2 separate regions of the Gossypium hirsutum genome follow, and region 1 is linked to region 2. A link is a contact called in public Hi-C data. All regions are on one chromosome and are shown on one strand. The core of a region is the stretch at or near the end of the contact, and the rest is flanking DNA. Distances in the headings are between cores, read along the strand shown. Region 1 holds the start of LOC107929665 (rac-like GTP-binding protein 5). Region 2 has its middle 19 kb from the start of LOC107900803.

Region 1 (3,606 bases), core at 676-3,175, 61 kb after region 2:
AGTGAAACAACTAATGGTGCCGTAAACAAGCAGAGAATGAAGAGGTACCTGTTCTGTAGAAATAGTACACGCCCCAGGATAATCCAAGTGGAACTGTCTGTCATCTCTTAAATCTGCATCCAATATAAATTTATTAACCGAACAAAAGCATGCTTGTCCATGCATGATGATAGATAATCAAATAGAGCTTGTAGCTAGAAAATCCAATGCAATTGAAGTATGTATACGTTATGTGCGTTCGTTTCTTTTGTGCTCTTTTTTTATGCTGTTCATGTTGGATAGAGGTGAAATAAATTTGCCGAAATAATCACGAACATACATGAGAATACAATGATGACTTTTCAGGAAAAAAATATAAAGTTATAAAGAGAAAAGAAAAGCAACTTTTATGAATGTAAAAAGGGGAAAAAGAAACAAGAGAAAGCACTTCATATTAGTGAGCTCTAGTTTATTTTCATCAGACATGCTCAATTATTCAGAGCATTTTGAACCTGGATTGATAAGTAAAAGGCATGACCAATTGCAGAAGCAATACATCAGGGAGGAGAGAATCCATCACCTAGTTTTGTCCCCACAAGAACAATCGGCGCTCTTGGAGCATAATGTCTCAGCTCTGGAACCCACTTCCCCAACACAACAAGGAGAACAAAAGACATAAAAGGAATAAAAAAACTAGTAGTAAACACATTTCATAAGCTAAGCACAAGGAGAAGAGAACTCACTGAAGATTTAAACTTCAAAAACAAGTAACGAGAAAAAGAAACTTACTTTTTTCGATACGTTCTCATAGCTGGGCCTACTAATAAGGGAGAAAGCAAGAAGAAACACATCAGCGCCTCTATAACTTAGAGGCCTTAGCCTGTTGTAGTCTTCCTGACCTGAAAGAAATTATACTATCAACACTATGAAATCTACTTTGTCCTGCATATAATCAAGCCGCTGAACGAATTAAACAAGAAAGATGCCTGCTTTAACTAATAATTGATATCCAAAGGCTATTGAAAGACCTTGAACAAGATAAATATGCATGTCATATGGAAACAATCTCAGCCAATGGGGTGTTATAAATTTCAATGTATAAGAAACAATATGGTAGTGTTAATACTTAGTCAGGCAAACCCTTTGCCAAAATGTATAATAGGACCTCAGCACCTTCCTAATGTGCTCTCTCCCCATCTATGAAACCAAGAGATAGTTATAATTTTACAAGCAAACAGAGAATGCAGAGTTCATTTCGAAGTGAAATTGGCCTTGGCCTTGTAACTTTTGGCACTTTATAGGGTCATTTCTATTGTTTTAATTGTGTTTCAGCTCTTTTGTAGAAGTGATTATGAAAGAAGCAAAAGGAGCAAATACCAGCAGTATCCCATAAACCCAAATTGACAGTCTGCCCATCAACCATTACATTGGCGCTGAAGTTGTCAAAAACAGTAGGAACATAATCCTGTAAATTACAAGAAGACACCCCAAAAAAATAAAAAAAAACCAAAAGCCATTACCACAATTTAACAAACAAATTCAATGCAAAAGACAAGAAAATGTATAATCATACATACAGTTGGAAAAGTGTTGCTTGTATAAGATATAAGGAGACAAGTCTTTCCCACAGCTCCATCCCCAACTGTAACACATTTTATGAATTTCGTTTGTGTTGTAGCTGTTGCCGCCGCCGTCGCTGCCGCCGTACTCATTGTATACAGTTAAACTAAGGTTTCTTTATCAGGCCTGAGTAGGTTCAGAGCTTTTTTCCCTTTGTCTGCGCCATGGTTTGATTAAAAAGAAAGTTAAATATAGAAGGGGAGAATGAAGAAAAGTAACAAAAGTCTTTATGGGCTTTGTGAGGAAAGAAAATTAAAGTAAAAAGAAAAATGGTGGATCGCTTTAATTTGAGCTGACAGAGAGGCAAAAAGAGAAGAACAAAAAAAAAAGGAAGGTCATACTCCAATGTCAATATATTTTTATTTCCACGCGATTTTTCGTGCATGTGAAAACATCGGCATTCGTCTCCCTTGAATTCATCAGTTTTTTCTGCTCAATAAAATATAAGGGTTAATTTCAATAAATGTCCTTGATTTGTATCTTAGATTTTAAATTGGTATCTAAATTGTAAAAACGTTTTAATTAAAATTTCAAAGTATGAGTATTATGTCAATCACCTCTTTCATCCACCTAGGGTTTAAATGTTAGTTCAAATATGATACGAAACATATTTAAAACGCTTTGATCAAATTATAAATACGTGTATACCTATTATATAAACAATTTGAGTTTGTCGCATTCTAAAAGAATAGGTAGCGTCAATAAAATTTATAAAAAACTTTTTTTTAACACGTAGGTCTATGATGTCCATAAGGTAGGTACACAAAAAGGCGAATCCAAAGGGTAGGAAAGAGCCTTGAGCCCTCAAAATAAAAAAAATTGTAATTTAGCCCCTTTATTATTGATAAAATTATAAGTTAATATAAGATAAATTTTCACTTTTTTCTCCCAAAAAAATGTTTAAACCCTGTAAGAACGATGAAATCATGAATTATAATACATAATAAAATTCTATTTTTACCTCTCAAAATTTTATAATTCATAATTTAATTCCCTCTAAAAATATTTCTCAATTTTCCCTTGGATACATATATATTTAAATATGCTTCATCTTAGATTTGAGTTGGACATTTAATACTTAAACTAATGATTAAGTTGCTAGAAGGACTAGATCCAATACTTTAAGATTTAATTAAAATATTTAAAATTTAAAAACTGATTTTTGCTAGAATTAACCCTAATTAAAATTGACAAAGTAATACGTTTTTTAAATTTTTTTAATATGGATTTATTTTTGTATTAAAAGTAAAACTTTACTTCGTTCTTTGCATTTGATTTTGAAAAATGATTAGAGAGCTTAGCCGAGACTTGCGATAAGTGTGAAGCACGAGAAGCGACAGCGCGTGGACAGCGCGCTCTTCGGACCCTAAAGATGACAGTGGAATAGATGTCGGATTCGGACCCAGCAGCAAAGGTCAAATTTAAGGAAAAAAAACTGAAAATTCAATCACGCGCTCAAAGGAGTGAAAACACCCTTAATGTTGAATTGTTGATATTGTTAGTACGTATAATAACTATCCAACGAAGTATCTTTTATTCCCAGTCACGTTGAAAATGGGATATGACATGAAACTGTTTTTTTGAAAGGAAATGCTCTTTTTTCTTTTTTAATTTCTTATGTTTAGGGTTTAATAAATTTCACTAAAGATGGTTCCTTTTTATGAAGAATCCTATTATTTCAGTTTGAATAAGCCTGCATTATCTTTATTTGGTTAAAGGTTTGCATTACATTTATTGACTTTATGCGCTGCACATGCTACTCACTTTTTTTTTTGTTCAAAGGCATCCTGACTGTGGAAGTAGTAAGTAGGGTGATGACAGCCTTTGCACAGCATAACATACCCAACACCATGTTTGAACCCAAAAAAGAAAATACCCACCAAGACTATGATGTTCGGTGTTCCCTTGCTATTCAACAAACTGTGTCTTCCAGGGCTTAGGAAGAGCTGCAGTAGCAGTGGAACTAGTTTCATAGCCACTGTGAACCTCTCCATTGTAAATTTGTAA
Region 2 (3,533 bases), core at 427-2,926:
TTAAAATTAAGTGACCCGAATTTTTATTTAAATAAAAAAATAGTGGTAAAATAAAATAAAAGTAAAATCCCTATAGAACTACACTTCTTTTATTTTATTTTAGAATAAGATTTTTAAACCTTATTAAATTTCGTCTATTTGATATTGATTAGAATAAGGTGTTTCAATCTTACTATACTCCTATTAGAATATGGTTTTACAAGCCTATAAATAGACATAATCTACTCCTCTTGTAATTATTCGAATTCGACATAGTGAATTTTATTCTCCTCTGCCCGTGGTTTTTTTCCCGAAAGGGTTTCTACGTAAAAATTTATGTGTTTTTTATTTTTATTTTTCTTTTCTTTGCGATATAGTCATTACCGACATTCTATTTTTACATGAACTTTATATATTAGAGGGTTCATACCAATTGTTGTATTCTTGATGCAGATCCATGGAAGATTTTATATAACATCTTCGAGATGTCAAGAAAAGGTGACAACTTACAAATAGACATCATGGGTGTTCCTTGTTTGTTGTTCAGCATTTCAGACAAACATATCTTGAATATTGCAGCCCTAATAGTATGGAAACAATAGATATGGAACCAACAGAAGAAAAATATCGAAATAACATAAACAAAAACAATGTGTAGATTTACAACACATGCAAGATTTTCAAGCCAAAAATAAAAAATAATAAAGTATAGGGGCCGACAAATTACAATAAAAAAAATTTTCCCACATGTAATCACATGATGGGTATGGCATGCCATCAGCAACAAACAGTAGCCACAAGTTTCATCACTGGAAAAACCCTCAATCTCCTTTCATGAAAATGACTTTAATCCACTAATGAAACACTTTTTTTCCCTCTTCAACAAGTTAAGTTTTTAAATTGAATAATCATATCCCACACTTTTTATTACCTTATAAACCCCACCAAATAGGGACATCCAATCCAAATCTTGATTCAAATTCATGAGAGGGTACTTTCTTCTTTTAATTGAAAAATTCCCCACCGTTTAACGTCTACCTTACCTGTTTTTATATCACAAAAAAAGTAAAACCATATATACCTTAACAATAACAAAAAGAAGGAACACATTCAACACTTGTTTTGAGGTTATGGCAGAGTTAGAGAACCCAAATATGATGCCAAATCTCATAACATTTCTGTCATCCCTGCTGGAAGAAGTGGCTGAATCCAATGATCTAAACTGTGGGTTTAAGGCTCAGAAGATTTCGGTGTTTCATGGGTTAACTCGGCCAACTATCTCAATCCAAAGCTACTTGGACAGGATTTACAAGTATGCAAATTGTAGCCCCTCTTGTTTCATTGTTGCATATGTTTATCTTGATCGGTTTGCTCAAAGACAACCCTCGTTGCCCATCAATTCTTTCAACGTTCATCGGCTGCTTATTACCAGTGTGATGGTTGCCGCAAAGTTCATGGATGATATGTAAGTTACTTGGAACAAAATTCATAATTCATGCTTTCAGTCTTGTTGGATTTTCATTAGTTTTACTTCAAAAGATTAAATTAGAATCCGGGTTTAGACTTGTTAGAATTGGAAAGCCATTCAATTTCCCAGAAAAATATATTTCAACCCATTGAAAGGCATGTGAATAGGCCTACCCTACCCTACCCTACCCTACCCTACCCTGCTTTCTTCTTTTGTTCTCTCTTTTTTCCCATGTGCATCAAGAAAGTGGACATTATATATACATTTAGTCACAAGGCTAAACCCCAAGTCTCCCAACCTTGTTTTTGATATTTTGGAACTTTATTTCAGGTATTACAACAATGCATGCAAAAGTAGGAGGAATCAGCACAACAGAAATGAACTTCCTTGAAGTGGATTTTCTATTTGGGTTGGGTTTCCACTTAAATGTGACCCCCAATACCTTTCACACCTACTACACTTACCTGCAAAGAAAGATGATGATGTTGCAACCTCCACCAATCATTGCAGAATCCTCTTTAAGCTTTGGGAAAGGGAGGTCACTAAAAGTAGTCCATTTGTGTTTCAATGAAGAAGAATCATCTCATCAAAAGCAGCAACTAGCTGTTTGATGAGGCCTTTGAATGTTAAGCTCTGAATTGTAGTTAAAAAAGGTATAGGGATTTTGGGGTGGTAGATTGAATGCATCACTTGTGCACTAGAAATCCGGATGTTTTCCTTTTCTTTTCTTTTGGTTTCCTTTTTGGGGTTTGGATTCTTATTGGTTTGTGTATGTACAGATGAGGCCATCAAAGTTTCATTGTCAATTAAATTTCTCAAAAAGTTTCTTTGGTTCATTATGATTCTGCTGTTTTAGTGGTTAGGAAATGTTCTAAATATCTAAAGCATATGTATATATAATGCATGAACTCAAATAGCTTGTAATATCACATAAAGGGACATTGTATCAGAGTCTGAAATGGGAGTTTTTCTCCCAATTCTGGTTCATATGATACCAGCTCTTATCCACCTAGCCTAAGACCGTCTTGAACTTTTTGGAAGTGAAGTTATAATTGAACAGTCACAATAAATCATAAGTTAAGTCAAGAGGCAAGCTCTCCAGTGCTGACATAGATACATTATATCATGCAAAAGAGCCAATAATGTTTGTATTCACACTGCCAAATTTCTGCCTGCATTTATATATTGGATGAAGAATTAAACGTGATAATATAGCCAGCCACATGAGAATGAGGGCACTGGTCCAATATTAAAATTAATGGTTGGGTTATAAAGGAAGACCCAAGGCACAGATCCAATCCCTCTGCCAATATATAGCAAACCCAATGTCTAAATACTAGGGCCACTGGGCATTAGCCCATTTGTTTGATTCAAGTGAAGAGCCCCTTTAAAGTCTATATGATAATATTAATTTTGAAAAGGGAGGCTAAGAATATGATTTTAGGTTTCGAGTTTCTTTCCTTTACACAAATTTAAAAATAAAATTAACTTTCCAATAGAGTAGGTTTTTGGATTAACTCTCAATTTTTTAGAGGGTGTTTGATATGAAAATTTGAAGTCTAATCCGATTATACTAATTTTTATATTCAAATAGTGTTGGAGGTATTCTCAATCTTATTTTTAGATTTTGTATTAATTTACTTATAAGCGTTGAGATCAATCATGCTATGTCAACATGCTTGTACCTCTCCAATTTACTATAAGTCATGTAAGTGTTTAGTTTTTTGGCCATTGTTATGTTACTAGTGTTAATAAAATTGTCACATCTTACTTTTATCAATTTTATGTTATTATCATTTGTTTATAGTAAATTTATAAGTATTTTTTTCAATATTATGTTATTATTTCTAGGGTAAAAGACACAGGTTTAGTGTAAAATATACTTACTCTCTTATGGTTTCAAGAAAACCGTACTCGCCCCCTTAAGTTTGAATAAAATTTCATAAACCCCTTGGAGATATATTTTTCGTCTATGTATTTTTTTAATTTAATTTATTAATTTTTCTATTTTTAATTACAACAAATAATTTTCAAATAAAAGACAATTATACCTTTGTTATTTTTCATCTACACATTGAAATGTTGT

What was found. Hi-C and Micro-C count contacts between places; a contact is called where the count stands out from the background.
Region 1: a Hi-C map of leaf shows a contact between it and region 2, with 5 times the contacts expected there. The contact joins the promoter of LOC107929665 here to the enhancer-like site in region 2. A contact is called at or near these places in 14 of 34 Hi-C or Micro-C datasets (anther, callus, hypocotyl and 3 more).

What each region holds. Positions count from the first base shown.
Region 1 is chrD08:52,763,181-52,766,786 of Gossypium_hirsutum_v2.1, forward strand. It overlaps LOC107929665 (rac-like GTP-binding protein 5), which reads right to left and starts at 1,926. Exons shown (of 7, transcript XM_016861154.2): 1 at 1,557-1,926; 2 at 1,357-1,444; 3 at 769-878; 4 at 560-623; 5 at 49-113. The coding sequence starts at 1,691.
Region 2 is chrD08:52,702,900-52,706,432 of Gossypium_hirsutum_v2.1, forward strand. It overlaps the pseudogene LOC107900243. Among protein-coding and RNA genes, the nearest start is that of LOC107900803, 19 kb to the left of the region's middle. Within about 2 kb of position 1,677, at least 7 of the 9 cell types and tissues checked have an H3K27ac peak or open chromatin away from gene starts, as enhancers often do. A contact at or near this core is called in hypocotyl and leaf, where this site is marked.